Linked DNA regions of Mus musculus: regions 2, 3, 4, 5, 6 and 7 are each linked to region 1. Evidence: chromatin contacts called from public Hi-C and promoter capture Hi-C data. All regions are on one chromosome and are shown on one strand. Each heading gives the region's core, a stretch centred on a gene start, on an enhancer-like site or on the middle of the called end of the contact. The rest is flanking DNA. Distances are from core to core; before and after follow the strand shown.

Region 1 (3,207 bases), core at 497-2,996:
CAATGACGGAAGGGGACTTTTTTTATTGTCTCCAAGTTGTCACATTGGCCCATTTGATGCCTGTCCTAGTGTGGGAACTGAAGACCAGGGTTGGCCAGGTTTAGTCTGAGACTCTGGAATGGCCTGTGGTGTGGGTGGAACCCAAGGCTGCTAGATCACTCTGGGGGAGATTTGTTTCCTGAGACCCTTGGAGGGGCTCTCCTCAGGACGCTGAGGGTTGGTGTCCTCTCCCAGTACTGCCTCCCAAAGCAAAGGCCAGGAAGCATCAAAGACCAGAGAAGAGGCCTTCTGTGGGGGCTATTTCAGAAGAGGGAGGGGGCATTTCCTTAAAATTTTCTCTTCCCTTCCCTTCCCTTCCCTTCCCTTCCCTTCCCTTCCCTTCCCTTCCCTTCCCTTCCCTTCCCTTCCCTTCCCTTCCCTTCCCTTCCCTTCCCTTCCCTTCCCTTCCCTTCCCTTCCCTTCCCTTCTCTTCTCTTCTCTTCTCTTCTCTTCTCTTCTCTTCTCTTCTCTTCTCAGACATATACTACAAGTTGGCTTCGAACGCACAGCCAAAGATGACCTTGAATTCAAGTGCTTGCTTCCAACTTCCTTAGAGCTAGGATTATATGCTCATGCCACCTTGTGGGGTTAGGTAGTGATGTAGTGTCCGAGAACCAATCTAGGGTCTTGTGCATGGTAGATAAACACTCTCCTGACAACTGAGGTACACCCCCAGTCCTATTTATTTATCTTATTTTGTTTTTAAAAACAGGGCCTTCTGTCTCGACTGGCCTGAAATTTACTATGTAGCTCAAACTGGCCTTGCGCCCACAGCAATCCTCCTGCCTCAGCCCCCCCTGAGTACTGAGCTTGTAGTGGTGAGCGACCATGCATAGCTCTGTGGAGCGGGATAGTTTCAACCCCAAGAAACTGTTCTGTGGACCCATCTGGCCATCCCTGGGGAAGCAGCTTGTGTTGGAAAGGCGGTGTCAGGGGTGCAGCGGGCAGAACCCCAGCTTTCGGCCCAGTCTTGGACTAGGAAGGGGAAGTACTGGTCGGCATCCTCTTGGTCATGGGGCTGACTTTATTTCCCAAGCCCGGCCCAGGATGGCGTGGTGGTTAGGGGCGCAGGGCTAGTGCTCAGCTGTGCACCCTCGGGGGCGCGGCCCGCGTGACGTCCCCTCGAACACTACCCACATTCCGGGGCGCGGCGCGGGGACTGTCGACGCTTGCCCAACCCCGGCCCCCTCCCCAGGGGCCGCCCCTCCCGTCGGGCCGCGCCCGCCTCCACCAAGTCCCCGCCCGGGGCCCGGCCCATCCCGGACTCCGCCCGCCCCGGGGAGGCCGAAGCCGCTGTTGCCGCCATTGACGTCAGAGGGCGGGCACATGACCCCGCGGGGACCAATCGCGCGCGCCAGCCTCCCGCAATCTCCCCGGCAGCCGGCGCGGCCCCCGCCCGCAGCACACACTCGCGGACGGACGCGGACACACGCACCGCACAGCGCGCCCGCGCGAGGCCGAGACACGCCCGCGCCCGCCGTCCCCGGCGCCGCCCCCGCCCCCCGAGGACCCGATCCTCTCTGCGCCCCGCGATCGCCCGCCGCCCTCGCCGCAGTCGCCAACCCGTTCGCGCCGGCATGCGCCCCAGCAGCTAGAAGGAAGCAGCCCAGGAAGCGCCCCGCGCGCCCCCGCCTGCCCCCGCGCGCTCCCGTTCGTCCCCGCGGGGCGCCCCCAGCCCACGCCCCCCCACCTTCCCGGCGGTGGGGGGGTGCGGGCCCTCCGCGGGGGCCCCGCCGGCCCGGCCCCACGCCAGCCGCGATCGCGCGCGCGGCCCCCGCCCCGGCGCGGCCATGGATGTGACGAGCAGCTCGGGCGGCGGCGACCCCCGGCAGATCGAGGAGACCAAGCCGCTGCTTGGGAGCGACGTGTCTGGCCCCGAGGGCACCAAGGTGATGGGCGCCGTGCCTTGCCGCCGGGCCCTGCTGCTTTGCAACGGGATGAGGTACAAGCTGCTGCAGGAGGGCGACATTCAGGTCTGTGTCATCCGGCACCCTCGGACCTTTCTCAGCAAGATCCTCACCTCCAAATTCCTGAGGCGCTGGGAGCCGCACCACCTAACGCTGGCCGACAACAGCTTAGCATCCGCCACGGTGAGTGGCCCTGCGTGGCCGTGGGGCTTCCCAAGCTGGGGTCCCTCGGGACCGAGGCGCCCCGCTGCTTGTCTCCGAGCGCGCGGCCCCCTAGTCCCGGCCTGCGCACGGGGCTGGGCTGGAACCTCTAGACTTGATCCTCCAAGGCAGGCTATGGGAATCCTCTTTCGTGTCCTGGACACTTAGCCCACCCGGGCTGAGCGCTTGGGGACTTTTGCCTAAACGCTTGCGTTTCTGATGTCTGGGACCCTAGACTGGGCCCTGAGGATAGTGGTGTTTGTTCCTTTTCTGAACTCGTTGCCCATCTGGATCTGAGCTACAGGAGAAAACAAAACGCAACCCTCTCCTCCATAAAAGCCGTAACCCCCCAGCGCCAACAATTTCCAGAAAGCAACTCCTGCGTTTGCTTTAGCCTGCCTTTACCCTTTTTTTTTTCCCCTGCCGGGCCTGGCAAGGCAAAACCGGGTGCCTGCCCTTTCTAAAAATCTCCTTCGCACGTTAGGAGGTTGGAGGGTGGGGGGCAGGGGGCCGAGGTCCTGGACCCGCTCAGACCCTGGGATAGTCGAGTTCTCTGGGTAGAAGCAGCTGGGCTGCCCAGCCTGCCCTTGCGTTGTCTGTGGAGCGTGTGTAAGCATGTTTTGTGGCTGCGTCCTGTTTTGTTACAGTTTTTTTTTTTTTTTTTTTTTTTTTTTTTTTTTTTGCTGTGTGGCCAGGGCCAGGTCAGCTGGATGAGATGGAGAAAGGAGGATCTTACTAGTTGCTTTCGGAAATCGAATCTGCAAATGGTGGCCTTCTTCCTCCTGGGGACAGACAGCTGTGGTGGGGTCGAGGAGGGGGAGTGGGGGCGGTGGGCAGGGCCTATACAGGATGCTTTGTGTTTTCCAACAAGGGCAGTTTCAAATACAGGCTCTGGCTGGGCCTTAGCCTGGCGCTTGGGGACTTATCTTTGTAGGGGCCCCCTTCTTGTCTAGAACGGACCGTACCCCCGTGGCAGGCTCCGTGGTGTTTACTAAACATCATGGGAGGGGGCAGAGTGCACCGCCTTGCTCACACCTGTGCCAAGAAAGCCCAGCCAGGA
Region 2 (3,207 bases), core at 503-3,002, 2.8 Mb after region 1:
CATCTTGTTTTGCTTTGCTTGGGGTAGGTCCGAACTTTCAATCCTCTCACCTCTACCTCTTGGATGCTGGGGCTATACCTGCCTTCTCTTCCATTCTTAAAAAGGGCTTGATTTTAAGGCATGATGAGCAGCAAAGCCACAGAGTTCTAATTTGTTTGTTTGTTGTTGTTGTTTTGAGACATGGTTTCTCTGTGTTGCCCTCACTGTCCTGGAACTCACTCTGTAGAACAGGCTGGCCTTGAACTCAGAAATCCTCCTGTCTCTGCCTCCCAAATGCTGGGATTAAAGGTGTGCACCCATTACATCCAGCTTAGAGTTTTATTTTTAAGTATATCAACCGACCAAGCGCCCAGACACTCAAGAGTCAAGTGCTGTTGAACAAATTCTGAGTGAAATTATCTCTTCACTTTTTCCCACTCTCAGCCCAGAAGCCAGTAACTCCTTACCAGTAACTCCACAGAGTACACAACACAGTTTCAACACCCCCAACCTGTCTATTTTGTGCAACGTTCAAAAAATGAAATTAACACTCCCATTAGCCCATTTTGTAAAATACCTCCAAGAACCTTTCTCTTTAACCACTTCTGCAGGGGCAAGTATCACAAGGTATCTTTTTTTGTTGTTGTTTCTAAATGTAGCATGAATTAAGTGAAAGTTATAAACAACTTTGGAAAGATCAGAGTGGTGTGCTGGGCAGATTTACCAAGAAATATAAATGACCTCTCTCCCAAGGCAGTAAAATAAACACAAGTGTACTCCCTCACTAAGGGGACTGATTGCAAAGCAGACTGTAGCTTGGATTTGGACAGCGCCACACACACCAGTGAAAGCCGCTACAGTGCAGACTGCTGCAACTATGACTACTCCAATTTAATTGCCACAATAAACTGGCTGTTCACGAGCTAATAAAATGTGCCTATTTAATAGCTAGAAGGGACTTAGTTCTAGAAATAATGACAGCTCAATAGAGTTGAACCTTATTGCCCTGAAAGCTGACCCGATTATCCCAGATGCCCTTCCGGGTAACTACCCTCCTAACACCATGGCCAGGGGCAGGGGGGAAGAGAAGGGAGACCGGCAAAGAACAGAAGAGTCCCGCTAAAGAGAGACAACAGAGGCCTTGGGAAGACAGACCTGCGACGAAGCATGACCATAAAAAAACTTGACAGCTCGCAGACCGGTGACAGCACTTTATGACAGCCACCCTGACGTTAGCTCTGGAGCGCCCAAGGTCAGGCAAAAGGCTGCAGGTGCAAATGGGGCTCGATCCTGCGGGGTCCGCAGAGGAGACTGGAGAGCCCCCGAGGGGACCGCAGCGCGGAGGCGGCGGGGAGCCGCCCGGGGTCGCGGCCGCCGCTCTCCCCGCACTCACCCGAGGCCCGGGCGGGGTCGCCCAGTGCTGAGGCTCCTGGTGGCCGGCGGCTGCAACGGCGCGGGCGGCGACGCATCATGCGGCAGCGCTCATGGCCGGGCCGGGTGGACCCGGATCCGGCTCGGTTCCGCGCTGCTCGGGCCGGCCGGGCCGGTGGGCGAGAGGCAGCAGCCCCAGCAGAAGCGGGAGCCCGACGCCGAACTGGCACAGCCGAGCCGAACGACCCCGGAACTGGACCAGGCCGAGGTCAAGACGCTGCGCCTGCGTCCTTCCGGTCGCGCCGCCCGGGGCTTCCGGGAGGCGGATCGCGGGGAGGCTCTGGCGATTTCATCCAAGACCGGGCTTCCAAGAACTCGGCGGTTCTTGGAGGAGAGGCAGCAGCATCTACGGCAAGACTACTAAACGGAGATCCCCCGGGAAGGGTGGCCCGGAAGAGAAATCAGTGCCTACGGGGCGCCGCGAGGGCCACGCCGCGTTGCCGTTCGAGAGCACTCGATAAGGCTTCCCGCCGCACCATACATAGATGAAGTTTGTGGCGACTCCGATTCTCTTTTTAAGGATGTCGGTGCCAGGTGGAGGAGGGAGAACTACGGAGATGAAGGATAGAGGCGCGGGGGTGGAAGCAACTGAGCCAGAGGGCGTTTGGGAGCCCGAGGCAGCGCCCTGGACCGGAGATGGGACTCCTGGGTCCAGGCTTGCACACCTCCATGCCCAGGTCGCTGGAGCGTCGCTGCGACCCCTTCCTGATGACCGGCCAGAGTTTTGCGGAGGTAGAAACGAGTGTTTTTATAACCTTCACCCGTCCCCTGCCTCTTGAGTCCCCTGACAGACTTAGCACAATTTGTCCAGGGCAGAGAAGTGTTTGGTAGTTAAACTGGCAAACGCAAGGTGTGCTGTGATACTAAAAAGGGCTATAATGACAGCTCCGGGATCTAGCCCATTGGGGTACGCACGCCATCTTCGCTGGGTTTCCTGTCCCCGCGCCCAGAAACTGCTATTCGAGCCAGATTTTTGGAAATAAGGGTGCATTAGATTAACTGCTCCAAAATTACAGCTTTTAAGTTTAGGCATGGAAGTGCACGCCTAAGTCCCAGCACTCAGGAGGCTGAGGCAGGAGGATTCGGAGTTCGAGACCACTCTAGACTATATAGTAATGCCATCTTGAAAAAAAAAAAAGCATCTTTTGGGTTTGAAAAATTATGGTTACATCTTTTTAATCTTATTTAATTCTTTCTTTAATTCTTATGTCTGTGGGTGTTCTGCCCGCATATATATATCTGTGTACCACGTGCATGCTCGAGGAGGGCATTTAGATACCCTGGAACTGGCGTAAGCAGTTTTGAGTTGGCTTATGGGTGCTAAGAAACCAAACCTAGGTTTTCTGGAAGGACCACCTCTAAGCAGACTCGCAGGCTCTGTAGCCCCTTTTGTGGTTACGTCTTGTGCATCCATATACTCACTATGGTACCAACCTTTCAGGTGCCTCTTGTTTGGCCTGCCCTAGGTAGCTATTTCCTCAGGATGGAAAGCGGGGCTCAGGACACCCATAAGACCCGGGAGGTCTTGTGGATCATGTAAGGAGTACACTGTTGCTGGTTAGAGGAGACTTTCTGGAGCCTTGCAGGCTGTGTCATGAGCATGTTTTCCCATGCTAGGGTGGACTTCTCAGTGTTGGCAATGCCTCAGTTACCCATACACCTCTAAATAGCCATGCACTTGTAGGTAACCCCGATGAGCTTAGCAGTTCACTGAGGCGGACCTGAATGGAATTGAGGCAGAATAGAAAGACAGGGACTTCAAGGACCCTGGGAACAGAAAAAAGCCCTCACCCTGAC
Region 3 (3,207 bases), core at 323-2,822, 2.7 Mb after region 1:
CTCTGTGTAGCCCTGGCTGTCCTGGACCTCACTTTGTAGACCAGGCTGGCCTCGAACTCAGAAATCTGCCTGCCTCTGCCTCCCGAGTGCTGGGATTAAAGGCGTGCATAACCACGCCTGTCTCTGGTCTGGATTTTATCAGAGACCTGCCTGCCTCTGTTTCAGCCATCTGAGATTAAAGGTGTGTGCAATCAAGAGGGCCAAAAGAAAATTCTCAGGAGAAAGAAACCATTGAACCAACTCGTAGAGTTTTGCTTTGCTTTGCTTTGTTTGCTTTGTGGAGCCAGAGTTCGGAGTATGAAGCGTAGCCCTGTACTAGGGAAGTAGGGGCGGGAGATACAGGAGTTTCAGTTCATCCTTGGCTGCTAGAAAGTTTGAAGCCAATGTGCATGGGGCGCACGCCTTTAATCCCAGCCCTTGGGAGGCAGAGGCAGGCAGATTTCTGAGTTCGAGACCAGCCTAGTCTGCCAAGTGAGTTTCAGGACAGCTGGGGCTTTACAGGGAAACCCTGTCTTGAAAAACGAAAGAAAGAAAGAAAGAAAGAAAGAAAGAAAGAAAGAAAGAAAGAAAGAAAGAAAGAAAGGAAGGAAGGAAGGAAGGAAGGAAGGAAGGAAGGAAGGAAGGAAGGAAGGAAGAGAAAGAGAGAAAGTAAGTTTGAAGCCAGTGCGCATGGTGGTGCCCACCTTTAATCCCAGCATTTGGGAGGCAGAGGCAGGTGCATTTCTTAGTTTTAGGCCAGCCTGGTCTACAAAGTGAGTTCCAGGACAGCCAGGGCTACACAGAGAAACCCTGTCTTGAAAAACCAAAAAAAAAAAAAAAAAAAAAAGAAAAGAAAGTTTGAAGCCAATTTTTGCTACATGTGTAGCACAGCAAAGAAAAACAAAACCAAGACACCTGAGGGCAACTCTCTGGAGCAGCTGTGCCCACACTTGAACATTATCCTTTTCCTTCTTGTCTCTAGATCCTAAACTCAGTCCTACCCGTGTACCCTCTCTCACCTCTACTTAATAAACTTGCCAACTTTGCCCCACAGGGGCTTGTCATAAAATTCTTTCCTGGCCCGGCAGTGGTGTACACCTTTAATCCCTAATCCCTGCACGCTGGAAGCAGAGATAGGCAGATCTCAGAACTCAAGGCCGGCCTGGTCTACAGCTGGGAGTAGGAGGTTTAGTAAGGTTTTTTGTTTGTTTTTATTATTATTATTGCCTATATGGCTGAGTCAAGAACTTTCCCGTGTGTATACACTTGCGTGTGTGCAATAACTAACACCTACTGAGTCTCTACCCTTTGCAGAATGTGCTAAGTCATCAACATGACTATCCACCCCCCACCCCGAGACAGAGCTACCTTACGTAGCTGTGTGTGACCTGGAACTTGCTATGTAGACTGGTCTGCAATTCATAGATGATCGTCCTACCTCTGCAGTCTATATACTGAGCTCACAGGAGTACAATTCCTGGATTAACGAGTTCTTTCTAAAATTGTTTATTTTGCGTGTGCCCCTTTGTATGTCAGAAGACAGTCTGTAGTTGGTTTTCCCCTGGCGTCATGTGGATCCAGAGAATGGAACTCATTTGGTCCTCAAGGGTACAGGAGGCAGGGCTCCGTTACCCGCTGAGTCATCTCACTAGCTCCTTCAACGTTTACTTTTATGTTTTACAAAGAAAAAAAAAATCTTTTTTTCCCCAATGCCAGGTAAAACAAGCTAGTGAAGAGAATGAAGAGTGAAGGAATGAATGAATGAACGAACGGTCAGAAGAGCGCGCTCCATAGGGTAAGGGATCCTTGGAGATCTCCAGCGGAGATCCCAGGGCGGAGCTCAGGCGGACCCAGCGCAGTAACCACTCCGGAACTCCACCTTGCAGCCCCAGGGTGCCTGGCCAGCTCCATCCTCACGCCCTCGCCTGGAGCAGCCGCCCTCGGCGCGCTGGGGACAGAAGGGTCGCCGGCCCGGGGCGCACGCCCACCTGTCGCGCGCAGGCGCAGAACGCCGCCTGGCTCTCCCGCGGCGCAGTCAGTGCGCAGGCGCGGCGGCCGCTGCGAGTGTGTCTGTGCGGCGAGAAGATGGCGGCGACGGGAGACGCGGCGTGAGAAGCCGGAGCAGCACCGAACCTCATTGAGACGGGCCGCCATGGCCCTCCACAACCCACAGGTAGCGCGGGCCGTGTCTGGGCTGGGAGGTCTGGGCCACGGGACGGCCTCGGGGCGACGATCGCGAGGTGCGCGGCGGGCGAGCGGTGGGGGAGGCGCCGGCACGCTGCCGGCCTAGGCCCGCGCCGCGCCCCTCAGTGCCGCGCTTCCCCGGCTTCGGAGGCCGCCCGAATCTCCCCGAGAGCGCCCGAGCCGCCCCGAGAGTGTCCGAGCCGCCCCGAGAACGCCCGAGGCCGCAGGGAAGGCCTCCGCGTGCCCGGCCCGCAGCCGCCGAGTCCCGGGCGACGCTCTGGCCCAGCGCCGCCGGGGACCTGGCCCCTGGCCTCGGGAATTCTATTGCAAAGAAAACCGGGAAGCGCCGGGGCGGCATACTCCGGTTTGCCCGAGACTGACACCTTTTGCACGGTGTCCGAGCCCGGGCTGGGTCGGGGCCCGGCAGGCCGGATTGCCTGCTGTGTTTTCTGTGCCCGGAGCTGCTCCTGCAGCCCCTCTCCTAAGATGCACTTAGGACGAGTGAGAAGTCAGCACGTGGTGCCGCTTCTCCGGGCTGCGACTCTCGGGAAACTAAGAAGTAAAATTGCCTTTTTGAGGATGGTAGGTGGATGTATGTACAAGGCAGGTGAGGTCGGTCTGGTGAGGCCACCTTTGAAGAACGATCGTCTTTTTATTTGATCTTTCTCTTGGTCCACGATCGCCTCTAACTTAAGTTTTTTTTTTTCCCTATCTCAGCCTGGTGCGTTGCAGGCAAGAGCCACCATGTGCTTTTGAAAGGTTTTAGTAACTGTTGCAATATGGGATTTAAACCTCGAAACTGTTTTTAATAAAAGGTTAGATCCTAGGAGAAACTTCCGTTCTCTTAAGTATGTGGTGTTTCATAGATCAAATCTGAACTTTGCCTGTTTGACCTTTCCCCTCATCTGTAAATGCTTTTGTATTTGGTGTGCTTTTTTTTTTTTCAATAGGCAGACGATTCGTATTTGTTGAATAATATTTTGACAAGTGGTTTTTTTTTTTTTTTAAGTTTTAGACAGGTCTTCATTATGCAGCTGTGGTTGG
Region 4 (3,207 bases), core at 332-2,831, 2.6 Mb after region 1:
TGGAAAGCAGCCCAAGAGGGATTCTAACCCACAGCCATTCCCAGGAGTCCACACCCTAGCTCCTAGGTGGCCTGCTTTTGTTTGACATTAGGTTCCAAAGCTAAGGAGACACTAGGCCCCGGGGTCTCTTACTTCCAATCTCTTTAAAGGCTCTTTTTCCGGAAGGCACGGGGGATGCCCAGCCTAGGCTGGCCTCCAATTCTCCATCCCCCTGCCTCTGTTTCCAGAATATGCTGAGCTGCTCTGCACACCAGCTCCTTTAGAGATCTCTTTACCAATGGTGTTGAGCTGTTCTACGGGAGCTGTGGCCATTCAGGCCCTGTGTTCTTTCATGGTCCACATGTCCCAGGGAAGCTTAACACACACAAACCTTAGGGTTCCCTGGGATGCTTTTAGTAAGGTCACACATCTGCTTGATTCCTCCACACCAAACCATGGAGCAATCTCAGCTCTCCATGCCCCACCCCAGCCAGTGGCCATTCGCTCCAAAGGAAACTGGCCGCTGGGACCTCGCAAGTCAGCTTCTCTTTATCCAGGCCTGGTATAGCAACATCGGATACACATTCTTGGTGCGTGTTTCTGTACTCTTCAAATTAAAGGCTTGTACAGAAGCAGATAGGGACAAAGATGGAAGGGAGAAAGGAGGGTGGGGCCCTGGGTTCTGCCTTTAGCTTGCAGCCCCCAGGGGCTTCGGCGTTTATTGTTCACTGACCAATCAGAGAGGGTGGAGTTTGAACTGCCCCTTCTGACCTGGAAACCCAGTGGACCACAGGGTGCGGGAGCGGAAGAAGCCGACTGACACTACCGGGGGAGGAATCTCCTCGGGTCACTTGATGGTGATGTCCACAGGGGTTGGGGGCAGGGTGGGGGAGGGATACACTCGGGACTTTGGAAAGCTCAGATCAGAGCTTTGCATGGCTGTGCACACCCACCCTACCAGTACTAGACGCTTGGGGCAAGAGGATGGCCAGTTGGAGGTCACCCTGGATATATAGTGAGCCCCTATCTCCAAAAACACAAAGACAAAACCAAAACAAACAAACAAACAAAGCCCCAGCCCAGATCTGCTGCTGCTTGGACGCCCAGCAGCTCGCTGCCCAGGGTGCCCACCCTCTTTCAAAAGGTCTCATGAGGGTCGCCCTACCTGTGCACTGCTGGATGAAGTGCTGGTAATCTGCTCCCTGATCGCCGGGGACAATGGTGGCGCCGTCGTATCTGAAAGTCACCCTTTGGGTTGGAGGAAGAAAAGAAACATAGGTGAGCGGCGGCGGCGAGCGGCACGAAGCAGGTCACTACTGGCTTCCCCGGCCCCGCGGCGTTGCTCACCAGATGACCGCCGAGCCGTCGTCCCGCACTAAGTTGTACGCCGCGCGACACGCCTCCTTGTCGATCTTCGTGGCCATGGCCGCCGCGAGGACACTGCCGGAACCAGTGAACGCGTCCCTGATCCGCTACGAGAGTCGAGCGGGCTCCGAGAGTGGGCAGGGGAGGTGGCCGCTCGCAACAGCAAGCTAAGGTCCTCGGAGAGAGGCCCGCGGTTACTGCAGAGCCAGAGCGCGCGCGGGGACTCCACTCCCGTGAAAGCCACGCCCCTTCGCTCCCATTGGTCAGGCGAGGCGGGGGCGGGGCGTCTCGCACATCCGGCGGCCAATCCCAGTCTGTGCGGATTGCGCAACTCCGCGGAGGGCTGGAGGGGGGCCCTTCCTCCTCGTCTTCCCTTCCTCCGCCTTCTTCCCTCCCCACTCCGTGGGCCCCAGCCCCTCGCTTCTTCCACCACCTTCTGTGTTCTCCGATCTCGCTCTCCTTCCTCCTTCCCTCTCTCCTTCCCTCCATTCCTCTCCTTCCCTTACGCCGTTGTTCTCCTCTTCTTTCAGCCTCTACCTTGTTCGCCTTCTCATCTCTCCTATTTATCCCACCCCAAGCCCCTTTTCCCTCCTCCCTAAGGCCTCCTTCCTCCTTCTCCTCTGCATCTTCCCTCGAATCTTCTTATTCTCTCTTCCTCCCTCGTTCCCTCTACCAGTGAGCTGGGCTGCAGAGCTCTCCACCCCTCCCCCTCCTTCAGAAGAATAACTTAAGTCAGCACTCAGATGAGCCAGGCTGGCCAAGGCTGGCGCCCCTAACCCAGTGTTTGTTTGCTCTTTGGATTTGGAAAGGGAAGAAGTGGAAAGAAGGAAGCATTTCATTTGGAAAGAGAATCACTGTTGACTTTGTAGCCTGGCTATCTGCAGTCACGTGGGGTGCTGGGGCGGGATGGGGCGGCATCCTTAACCCCCTTACTGGGTCATTCATTCACTACTCCTCTACCATCTGTCCTACCGGCAGGTGAAAGGCTGGCCCTGGAGGCCCAGCTCTAGAACTGCTTGTAATTCTCAGCCCCGAGCCATAGGGCAAGCTCTGAAACCTTATCAAGAGGACTGCTCTCTCCCCGTGGTAAGACGAGCCTCAGGGAGCCTCAGCAGGTGCCTTCAGCCTTAACTGAAATGATGTACAGAAACCAGGGCGGGCATCAAAAGAGGTCACTGTTGGTTTGCTATTGACTAAAACGGATCATAGACAGAAACTGAAAAGATCTGGAACATGTATAAGGGATAGGAAAACCCTTAGGCCTGAAGGTGTGGCCCAAAGAGCCAGCATCTGTGAGGTCCCAGGTTCTCTCTCTCAGTACCTCACCTTAAAAAAAAAAAAGAAAAAGTCTTGACACAGTACCTCACCAGGCAGCTCAGAACTCAAGAGGTTAAAAAAGAAGGGTTATACATTGACAACCAGGCTGGGCTGCATACTGGTTTCCAGGCCTGCCTGGGCTACAAAATAAGACCCTGTCTCAGATTAGGAGAGATGGTTTATCCTCTGCTAGAGGACTTTAGATTCTTTCTCAGTACCCATGTCTGTAATTACAGCTCCAGGGGAATCTGATGTCCTCCTCTAACCTCTGTAGGCATCTGCACACGCACACACACACACACACACACACACACACACACATGCATACACACACACTACAATCTTTAATACACACATATAACCACACTCTTTTATACATGCACACATACACACACATGTGTACACATACACATGCATACACACACACCCCACATACATATATTCGAATAAATAAGAAGCATAGTGATAGACACCCATTATCCTAGTACTTGGGAGCTGTCTGCAAGAGAATCAAGAAATTCAGGGTCATCCTGAGATGCATAGATA
Region 5 (3,207 bases), core at 314-2,813, 2.5 Mb after region 1:
GTAAACAAGCCAGGGGCAGTACAGGACAGGACCAGATGCCAGGACAGAGCCAGAGCTTGGCTGCTCTGTGAGGAAGGCAGGGGGAGGGGAAGGGCAGGTTTGGAGCCCACAGCTCAGGGAGGACTGGGGAGAGACCTTGAGAATATGGCTCTTCACCCTGTACCAGCCCAGCCGCTACAGCTGGAAGGCCGCCTGTCTCCACACAGCTGCAGCAAGAATGATTCTCGGGGGGGCCCATGCTCTCCCTTTAGGCTGCAAGCTCTGTCATGGGGCCAGCAATCTGTCAGCTTCCCGGAGAAAGGTCTTGCATGTGTCAGGGGCAGGTTCTGTCCTCCATGGGGACACCTTGGTCCATGGGGTAGCTTTCCCCTGGCAACTATGTCCACCTTTCTTAGGTGAAGACATCTTTCAGTGACTGTAAGGTCACTTGTAGCAGTGAGTATCAGCCTTGTGACCCAAAAGAGACACTTGCCAAGGATCAAAGCCATTTTTCTTATCAGAAAGCGGGGGTGGGGGGGTGGGGGGGATGTGGAGAGACCCTTTAAAGGTCACCCACAGCCCTGACCATTCTCCACACAGGGCCTATGAGCTCTACAGTCTCAATCCATACACAGGTGGCCATTCCAGACAGTTTTTGTATAACAATGGGCTTTCCCACCTGGGCACAATCAAGGGGAAGCCTTTGCCCGACCAGATCCAAGTCTCCTGAACCCACCAGTGAGCTTCCTTGAACATTCCAGTCTCCGCAACAGTCTATCCTCAACACTCTACTGCCCCTAATAGCTAAACACGTCCTTCCTCCTCCCCCCAACCAGGTGATCCATTTCGGGAGGGGGCCCTCTCCCCAACAGTGAAGTCCCATCACCAAGTCACTAACCCATGGTCTTAAAAGGAGTTTAGCTTGCCGTGCTTTAATAAGCTTGGGTGAATCGTTTAACATCGCCACCTGGTTCTGCTTTCCAGAAACCAAAGACAAACACAGATGGACCCTGGAGAATAAAAAGGGCTCCTTGTGTCACGAAGAATGTGGCGAGCCAGCTCTTTGCAGCCCCAAGCTCCTGGTGGCAGGCTGGAGTGTGCCTCGGACAATTTCCCATGGGGCCTCCAAGAGATCGTGACACACTGTCTGGTTCCTGGGGTCAACACCCCATCAGAACAGCCACACCAAGCCCATGTCCAAGTCCTGGAGCCTACTGGGTCTGCAGCTGGCAGCCCTCCATCTGTCCCAGCCCCCCTCAGGAGTGCAGGCCAGGGCACCTTCCTCGCCTCCCCCTAAATTGGTTTTGAGCTTGCCTCTGAAGGAACTCTATTGGGTTCGTCTCGGAAAACAAGGCAGGCCCACGGATCCCTTCAGAGCCCAGCTTCACCCCATCCCAGGCACTCTCTGCTTCTCTGACAGTAGCCTGAGACAGTAGCTTCCTTGGGGGCTGCTCAGGCCACCCCGAAGGTCTTCCTTCCTTCCTTGAGCTATGCCCAGCCTCGCCCGGGCTCCCTCCCTCCGGCTCACCAGCCTTGGTCTACAGGGACCGAGCTCCTTCCGGTACGTCCTGGGCAGCAAGGTTGCCCGGGTCGCCCAGCCCTTTCCCTAGCAACGGCGCTGACGGACGGTCATGAGCACCAATTGGAAAAGGGCTACTGAGAGGTGGAGCCCGAGTCAGATCTTAACCAATGGGATTGTAGTTCACGGGGAGTGGGCGGAGCCTGGGATCGAAGAACTGAGCCTGTAACAGCGGAACACTTGGGGATGGTTGACAGTTGCTCAGGTTCTGCAAAGGCTGAAGGAGAACTTGGGCTTTAGGAGGTGCTAGGAAGCTGCTGAAGGGCTGGAAGCGGATCAGGGGGTTTAAATGCAGGGAGCGGATAGAAGGGAGCAATGTGGGAGGCTGGGAACAGGGGCACTGTGAACAGAAGGCCTGAGCTGGGACTCGCCCCCCAGAACTAGGGTGGAAAATCTGACCTCCTTACCTCCTGAAGTCCATTGCGTTAGCCAATAGAGCACTTGACACACAGAAGCAGATGCCGGCCGGTCTTGTCCCCAGGAGTGGGATAGCTTGCTATCAGCCCTACCGGGCCTTTTCTGGTGTCGGAGACAGACACAACAGAGGTAGGTCCCAGAATTCTCAGCAGAGACGAACCCACTGTCGCTGCCTGCAAACCCCACCGTCCGAGTGGCACAGAGGAACTCCTCCCAACCCCCCAAAGTAACAGAAGCTGCTGTCTGAAATTGTAGCTGGAAAAATGACACCAGAGGCCGGAGAGGTGGCAGAGTCCTTAAGAACACTTGCTGCTCTAACAGAGGACACAGGTGAACCCACACTTCAGCTCAGGCCTGCTTGTAACTCCAGTTCCAGGGGATCCGACGCCCTCTTCTGGCCTCCAGAGACATTGCACACACGGTGCACATAAAGCAAAACACCACACATTATTATTAGTATTATTAGTATTATTATTTAATTATTGTGACACCAGCCCGGCTGAGTGTAGTGGCATACACCTGTAATCTCAGCACTTCAAGAGGCTTAGACAGGGGCATTGCTGCAAGTTTGTGGCCAGCCTGGTCTACACAGTGAGTTCCAGGCCAGCCTGGGATACAGAGAGTGGAAGTTTTGAAAAGGCGAGTAGAAGAGAGACAGCAAAAGAAAACGGGCAGCTAGCTCCCCCTAGTGGATTGAAGTCACATGTCCACCAGAAGCCATCTGCCTTTCGCTCAGCCAAGCTCCACCTAGCGTTTGTTCCCAACATTCCACGGCCATCTTAACACCAAGACACCTTGAATTGACTTGATCCCCCACCACCACCCTCCTATGAGCCCCTAGGAAAACGACCAGTCAGTGGGCAGAGCCTCGAGCTGAAGTTGGGCTACAAGGGCCATCATGGAGGAGTGAGGCTGAGGCAGCCAGGACAGCCTTTGAGTCCTCCAGGGCATCATGGGTCACCAGTCTGTGACATATGAAAATGTGTCAGGCTCCTTTCCTCCCCTTAGTGCCTACTCCTTCATTCAGTTCCCACCTGGCATGTATAAACTAAGGGGAGAGGGTAGGACGGAGGTGTGGCTGTGGATATATGCTGCAGGTTGGGCGAGTGACATGGAGAGGAGCTGAGGTTCAGGGGCTTCTAGCAAGAAACCAGTTAGGTTATAAAGATCCAATTGGATGTCTAGGGTTGAGAGTTCATCCAAGCATGCTACTTTCCCTGTCACGGCTCAAC
Region 6 (3,207 bases), core at 209-2,708, 2.3 Mb after region 1:
CTACAAAGTTCTGAATTGTACATTTCAAAATGGCTAAAATGATGGATCTCGTTACATGAATTTTGCCTCAATTAAAAAAATATGCACTGGGGACTGGTTAGATGGCTCAGCAGATTGTTTTTGCTGTGCAAGCTTAAGGACCTGAGCTGAGGTCCCCAGCAGTATCTAAGAGTGGGTATGTAAGCAGAACCAATTTGTAATTTCAGTATTGGGAAGAAAGGAGCAGACGAGAGGACCCTGGGGGCCAGTCAGTCAGTCAAACATAAAGAAAACTCTTGAGTTCTGTGAGAGACGTTTTCTCGAAAAATAAGGTTGCAAGTGACAGACACTGACCCGTAGCCTCCACACCCACACATAAATAAACAACACTCCCCCCGCCCCAACACACACACACACCCTCCACTGATAAAGTAACGTTGGACATGGCGCGTCTGTAATATTTTAGCAATGACTAGGGTCACTCTGAAAAAGCCATCCCACCCTTGGGAATGAAGTTACAACACCACCACCTGTAAAAAGCGGCTAACGCTTCTCCCCTACAACGAGAATTCGATGAGGTGACGCATAAAAAGCATTTGCAACAGTGCCTTCCCGCCACCCCTCAATAAACCGGAGCCACTAGGCAGGATCATCGCTCAGGGTTCGATGCTAGCGACCCCTATTCGTACTGACCCGAGTTTATGAAGAAGCTAAGAGCGCTGTCCCCGCGGCTTCACTTTATCCCCTTCCTCAATCGCACCCGGGTGTACTACACAAGAGGAAGGAAACGGACGCAACGACATCCCAGGATCTCAGCGAAGGCTCGGCCCAGAGCCCTGGCAGGTGGTCGTTGAGACTCCCCGTGGGAACCCGAACCCGCTGCGGTCACCGCCCAGGGGTGCGGCTGAGTCCTGGTAGCAGAACAGGGACTCCCTGCTAGTGTCCCATCCCTCCCCAGTGGCGCCGGGCACGGCCCAGCGACTCTGCAAAACCCACCGGGCTCTGCAGAAGCTGCGCGCTTTCTTCAGCAGCGCGGCCATTCTGCATCAGTCCTGAGACTTAGAACCTACTTAGACCTAGCGACCAGGAATAAAGGAGGATAAAGAGACACCGACAAAAGGGCCGTCCCGGGGCGTGTCGCCTGTGCGAGCCTCCTGCCGAGGACCAGGCCCGGGACACCTGCTCAGGGAGCTGAGCGGCTGCCTAGAGCGCGGAACCAGAGTTCCCCGCTACGGGGCGCGGCGGGGGGGAGGGCGTTCCCGAGGGTCGGGGTCCAGGGGGCGTGGCCAGGGACGGAAGCGGGGCGCGAGGGGCGTGAGGGGCGCGGGCGCAATACCTGCAGCGAGAGGCGCGGTCTCCGAAGCCCGTCCCGCCCGCTGCCCGCGCGGCCGCCGCCCCGGGACACCACCGCAGGTCCGCTACCCACGTGATCCGCGCACGCGCCCGGGTGCAGTTTCCCCCGTGGCCCCCCCTCGGCTAGGCCCGCCCTCGGCGGCGTAACTGACTGCGCGTGCGCACTGGTTGCCGCGGCGACCGGGAAAGCGTTGGACAGCCAACGACGCGGACCGTAGAGTATTAGGGCTGAGTGGTCGGGCCAGGAGTGAGCATGCACCCCGAAGTCTCTGAGCCGCCGGTGGACAGCGTGGCGGAGCCCAGTCTGGAGGAGTCGGCAGGCGATCACGGCGACGCGGGGCCAGGGATCCGTAAAGAAGGTGCCTTAGCGCTGGGAAGCCAAAGGGGCGAGGGCTCGTGTCCCTCACACATGCCCATTTCACTCAGCTGGGGACAACCAGCACCCCTCACACATACCCATCCATACAGCTACAAGAACAGCACCTTTATTGATATGATCAATCCAGTACATATAGAAGACCCATTATTTATTCCATGATAATTTATTAGATACCTTCCTGTGGCTGGGAATTGTTTGCAATGAGTGTAAGACACAGTTCCCAAACAGTGTTCAGCGTCATTCAACAAACCACAAGTACAGAGAGTTCATCAGCTCTTGACGTTACATTTATCTAAGGCTTCTAGAGGCGCCTTGCAGGGTAAAAGTGCTTGCAACACAATCCTCCAGACCTGAGTTTGAATCTCAGAAGTACATACATGCAGAGGTTAAGATCAACCATGTGATTGCTGGGACTTGAACTCTCGGAACCTTCTGTAGAGCAGTCAGTACTCTTACCCGCTGAGCCATCTCTCCAGGCCCTGGAAAATGTCTTTCATATTTAATAGTGTGCACAGGGTTCTAACATCCAAGGAGAGACCAGCCCAGAACAAAGCTTGCTTCTTTTACACAGGTTTGAGCGATCAAACTGATCACACCCTGTTCTTGTGTGTGCTTTTATCAGTGAGTTGTTTTTATGTTGCCGCCCCTAAGTTACACTTTGAGCAATTAAACACGTTTACAGGAGTGGGAACTGTAGGTGCTCACACCTGGCAAAAGGGGTAGGGGGGAGATTTACACAGCAAACTGCATCACAGTTATCTCTGAACCAAAGTGGGGAGAGACAGAGCTCTTGCCCTGTCCCAGAGCTGCCCTTCTGCTGTCCCTGGTAAGAGAAATGGGCTTGCGGGCTGGAAAGTTGGCTCAGCGGTTAAGAACACTGACTGCTCTTCCAAACGTCCTGAGTTCAATTCCCTGCAACCACGTGGTGGTTCACAACTATAATAGGATCCATGGCCTCTTCTGGTGGGTCTGAAGACAGATACAATGTACTCATATAAATAAAATAAATCTTTTTAGAAAGAGAGAGGGGGGGGGCTTGATGAACTTCTGTTCTGTTGAGCAGATTTTAACAGAAACATCTAAACTAGAATTAGATTTAAGTACAACTCTACTTATCTTGCTGTTTTCTGAGGGTCTGGTTTCTGACGTGTGTGGGTGCCCAAGGAGGCCAGAATAGGGCATCAGATCGACTGGCAGTGGCATTACAGGCACTTGTGAGCTGCCTTGTAGGTGCTGAGAACTAAATTCTCTGTTTTCTGGGAGAGTAACAAGCACTGTTAGTGACTAAGCCATCCATCTCCCCATCACCCTGTATAGCAATTTGACAGTAGCTTTCTTAGTGACTTTGTAAATGTCAGCTTTAGGCTATTCCTCTATAAAAACTGCACAGGAGAACATAAAACTGTGGACAGAGACGTTCACTCTATGTTGTTTGTAACAGCAGGAATCTGTTGGCAATACGACTGACTATCTTTAAGGGGTTGTTTGCAGAGCAG
Region 7 (3,207 bases), core at 179-2,678, 2.2 Mb after region 1:
CACCACAGGCCACCCAGGACACAGCCCAGAGCACAGACCTTTTGGAGTATGAAGAGCTGACAGTCATGTTCTCTCTATTTGGGAGAGGACTAAGATCTGTACTGTGGCTAATACCGCAGCTTAAAGCTCAGACTAGAGAGAGTTTGTGCCGTGCACAGGGTGTGTTTGGCACCTCAGGGATGCTGCTGCTGCTTGAGGCCAGAGTTGGCTTACAGGGTTTAAATGAGATCCCAGTTCATAATGAACTGAACGGTAAAGAACAGATTTGTTCTGTAAGCATTAAACATGATTGTTCACTGTACACCTTTAAGTCTACTTCACTGTGTACTTTTCTTCAAGATTAGCGTCCCAGCAAGGCTCAGCTCTGCTCTGATGTGTTTGTGGTGTCATGTTCCCCAGCCAGCCCACCAGGGACAGTGGATGAAATCATAGGTGCAGGATAAAGAGCAGGGGAGAGGTGGATGTGGCTGTGTGTGGTTATGTATGTGTGTGTGTATATATGTGTGTGTGGCTGTGTGTGTGGCTATGTGTGTATGTATATGTGGCAGTGTGTGTCTCCGCATGTCCACACAGCTGTGAGAAGGGCTTGGCTACACTTGGGTTGCATTGGCAGGTATGCTTGTGACCTGGAGCACATGTAGTAAGTATATCCGTGTGTGCATCCACATTTGTACACGCACATCTGTGAGCATATCACACATCAGCAGGAACAGTGCTACTCTCGGTTGGACATGCTTGTCCCCTGTCTTTCCTGATAGCATCTTCTAGAACTTCCCAGGGTGGCCTCCCTAGGTTGACTGGACTCTATGATCCCAGGCTCAACCCTGGCCTAGGTAGAAATGTCAACAGAAAACAGCTTTCACCTCAAAGGCGAGAATTAAAGACTGTTTATACTTGAGCCAGATGTGTCTATGGCCCAAGGGACATGGCCTCAGGTTGCCCTGAATACACCACCGCCCTGAAAGTGTTCGTATGTGAATTTATTATAGAGCTAAGTCATAAAGCAACTTGCCAAACACACTCCAGCAATGCAGGAAACCTGATGAGAGTGGTCCGGGTGCTGAAACCATTCTTGCCTTCTTGATCAGTGGGAACTGGTAGTTATAAAGCATTTAGGGCAAGACAACAACTCCAGGCACCGAGGTTATCAGAACCTGCGTCTAGGACCTACCTAATAGAATCTGCTCCCACACATTGTCCCCTGACCTCCACATATGTGTCAGAGCACACACACAAATAAAAAATGAAAATGTAATGATATTTCTTAATACATGTTAAAGGTTTGGATAGTCACAAGGTTACTAGGTCAAACCTAGGAACTGCATTGAACATGCTGCAGTCAGATTAAAGGCAAGGACGGTTTGCCTCTGATCTGCGATGTTCCAGCTTTCCACAGTCAGGAGGTGCTGTTGCTCCGCATTGTTAAGTCTTTAGCACTGTGTGGCTATCTTGGTTTAGCTTCAGCTTACAGAAACACTCAGCCAAAGAGCAGGCCCTGCTGCAGCGGGCCCTTGGGAGCAGCTGGGAGTGGGGCATCTTCTCTGCATCTGCTCTGCAGGGCACCCTCATGCTGCCTAACTACTGTCTGCATCAGCTTGCTGACCACCCTTCACAGTGTGTCCCTCGAGCCCTTCCACCGTGTCCTCAACCTGCCGCCAGCCCTCCAGTCACTGCCCAAACCTCAGCTTCCCTTTGGTGTGTATTCTTCCGACCTGTTCACATCCCACCATGGCCCTAACCTTAACCTTGGAGGGCCCCGGGTGGAGCTCTGGTCCTTACTGAGACCTGTCACAGGAAGCTCTTGCTGATTCTAAAGCACTTCTCAGTAATCACACTTCCCTTCTTGGTCACTGGGCCACTTCCCACATCTGCAGACATTTTGTGGTGGAAAATGTCCACTTCCATCCTGAGTGATGTTCCTGGCGTGCCCCCCACCCCAGGGCTTTAGGGGATCTAAATGAAATGAGGGTTGGTGGGAAGACGGGGATGGAATGAACACAGCCCCTGTGGTAGACAGCTCTGGCCCCTTCCCAGGCTACCTGATCATAGTAGGTGCTGTCCTCCTCACCGCCACCAGGTGGCACTGCTGCGACTCGAGTGCCTTCTCCAAAGGGTGCGTAGGAGTGGGGTTTGGTTAGGAGCTTCTCCCTCGCCGGCGAAAACCATCTACCCAGACCCACATCGGCCCACACAGACCAACTCCAGGTTTCCAGAACACTGAGCTAGTGAGAGGCACAGAGCTGGAGAGGGATTCGGAGCTGGGGAGGGCGTGGAGCTCACAGGGACCGCAGAACTGTGGAAGAACAGAAACTAGGGGTTCATAGAGCTAGGGATACAGAGCTGGGGACATGGAGCTGCCACTCTCCCTCCTCCCAAAGCTCCTTGGCTCTCCCAGCGCTGGTCGGCTTTCCCAACAGTGGCTCTCTACGGGTTCAGAGGGTCCCTCCCCTCTCCCTTCCGTGGATCTCATTCAGGTTGACTGAACTGATGTTCAGGCCTGATCCAGGATCACAGACCCAAATCCAAACGCACTGGTGGCCAGGTGCCTGGCATCAGCCTTGGGTAGTCACTGTTAGAGTTTTCACATCACCTCTGAGCGTAAGGATTAAGTATTTCATGTCCTTGAATGTAATCCAAGACTGAAAACCAGGTGACTGAAAGCAATGGTATTAATAAGTTCTTGTTGCTTTTTCTCTCAGAAAAGGGTGAGGGGATAGAAAATTTGGCTCCATGGCTAAAGTGCCTGCCATGTAGACATGTGGACCTGAATTTGGACCCCCATGGCCCACATAAAAGTGAGGCCTGATGACACACACCTATAACCCTAGCACTGGGCAGGCAGAGACCCCAGGATTCCCTGTAGCTCACCAGTCAGCTGCCTATCCAGTCAGTAAGTTCAGAGAGACCTCAGAAGATAAGGTGGAGGGACAGTGAAAGATGCTCGTCAGCTTCTGGCCGCCACATGCACACATGATGTGTCACTGCACAGCTACAAGGGCAGCGTGAGTACACGCATTAGAAAACATACGAAGCATCGCACCAAGGTTGGCCAAGCCTGAGCAGCTCCCGCATTTTACAGTTTGTGAAACAAAGGCTAAAGCCAAGGTCGTGCTGCTGCCAACCGAGGCAGACCCCCGAGTGCTTCTGAGCAGGAGGCTTGGAGTGAATCCTAGGCTGGCTCAAGAGGAAATACACCTATGGCCAGCA

What was found. Promoter capture Hi-C pulls out the DNA fragments that hold promoters and counts their contacts. Hi-C and Micro-C count contacts between places; a contact is called where the count stands out from the background.
Region 2: a contact with region 1 is called in a promoter capture Hi-C map of hippocampal neurons, with 5 times the contacts expected there. The contact joins the promoter of Zdhhc7 here to the promoter of Cmip in region 1. A contact is called at or near these places in 2 of 39 promoter capture datasets (hippocampal neurons and pre-B cells).
Region 3: a promoter capture Hi-C map of embryonic stem cells shows a contact between it and region 1, with 4 times the contacts expected there. The contact joins the promoter of Usp10 here to the promoter of Cmip in region 1. A contact is called at or near these places in 2 of 39 promoter capture datasets (cranial neural crest and embryonic stem cells).
Region 4: a Hi-C map of B cells shows a contact between it and region 1, with 6 read pairs. The contact joins the promoter of Cotl1 here to the promoter of Cmip in region 1. A contact is called at or near these places in 4 of 39 promoter capture datasets (the C10 cell line, hippocampal neurons, pre-B cells and 1 more), 1 of 484 Hi-C or Micro-C datasets (B cells) and 1 of 9 other capture datasets (embryonic stem cells).
Region 5: a promoter capture Hi-C map of embryonic stem cells shows a contact between it and region 1, with 7 times the contacts expected there. The contact joins the promoter of Meak7 here to the promoter of Cmip in region 1. A contact is called at or near these places in 3 of 39 promoter capture datasets (cranial neural crest, embryonic stem cells and pre-B cells).
Region 6: a promoter capture Hi-C map of cranial neural crest shows a contact between it and region 1. The contact joins the promoter of Dnaaf1 here to the promoter of Cmip in region 1. A contact is called at or near these places in 1 of 39 promoter capture datasets (cranial neural crest) and 1 of 115 datasets of contacts at active chromatin or transcription factors (large pre-B cells).
Region 7: a contact with region 1 is called in a promoter capture Hi-C map of hippocampal neurons, with 5 times the contacts expected there. The contact joins the enhancer-like site here to the promoter of Cmip in region 1. A contact is called at or near these places in 5 of 39 promoter capture datasets (cranial neural crest, hippocampal neurons, liver and 1 more), 3 of 115 datasets of contacts at active chromatin or transcription factors (astrocytes, embryonic forebrain and large pre-B cells) and 1 of 9 other capture datasets (embryonic stem cells).

Annotation. Positions count from the first base shown.
Region 1 is chr8:117,255,273-117,258,479 of GRCm38.p6, forward strand. It overlaps Cmip (c-Maf inducing protein), which reads left to right and starts at 1,747. Exons shown (of 21, transcript NM_001163262.1): 1 at 1,747-2,129. The coding sequence starts at 1,830.
Region 2 is chr8:120,099,720-120,102,926 of GRCm38.p6, forward strand. Zdhhc7 (zinc finger, DHHC domain containing 7) reads right to left here and starts at 1,753. Exons shown (of 8, transcript NM_133967.3): 1 at 1,373-1,753.
Region 3 is chr8:119,908,788-119,911,994 of GRCm38.p6, forward strand. Usp10 (ubiquitin specific peptidase 10) reads left to right here and starts at 1,573. Exons shown (of 14, transcript NM_009462.2): 1 at 1,573-2,152. The coding sequence starts at 2,132.
Region 4 is chr8:119,838,998-119,842,204 of GRCm38.p6, forward strand. Cotl1 (coactosin-like 1 (Dictyostelium)) reads right to left here and starts at 1,582. Exons shown (of 4, transcript NM_028071.3): 1 at 1,327-1,582; 2 at 1,145-1,227. The coding sequence starts at 1,403.
Region 5 is chr8:119,776,853-119,780,059 of GRCm38.p6, forward strand. It overlaps Meak7 (MTOR associated protein, eak-7 homolog), which reads right to left and starts at 1,564. Exons shown (of 8, transcript NM_028883.2): 1 at 1,508-1,564.
Region 6 is chr8:119,573,777-119,576,983 of GRCm38.p6, forward strand. It overlaps Dnaaf1 (dynein, axonemal assembly factor 1), which reads left to right and starts at 1,459. Exons shown (of 12, transcript NM_026648.4): 1 at 1,459-1,691. The coding sequence starts at 1,586. It overlaps Hsdl1 (hydroxysteroid dehydrogenase like 1), which reads right to left and starts at 1,399. Exons shown (of 5, transcript NM_175185.5): 1 at 1,316-1,399.
Region 7 is chr8:119,410,788-119,413,994 of GRCm38.p6, forward strand. Mlycd (malonyl-CoA decarboxylase) reads left to right here. Exons shown (of 5, transcript NM_019966.3): 5 at 1-315. Among named protein-coding and RNA genes, the nearest start is that of Gm46053, 4.9 kb to the left of the region's middle. Within about 2 kb of position 1,429, at least 113 of the 459 cell types and tissues checked have an H3K27ac peak or open chromatin away from gene starts, as enhancers often do. A contact at or near this core is called in hippocampal neurons and liver, where this site is marked.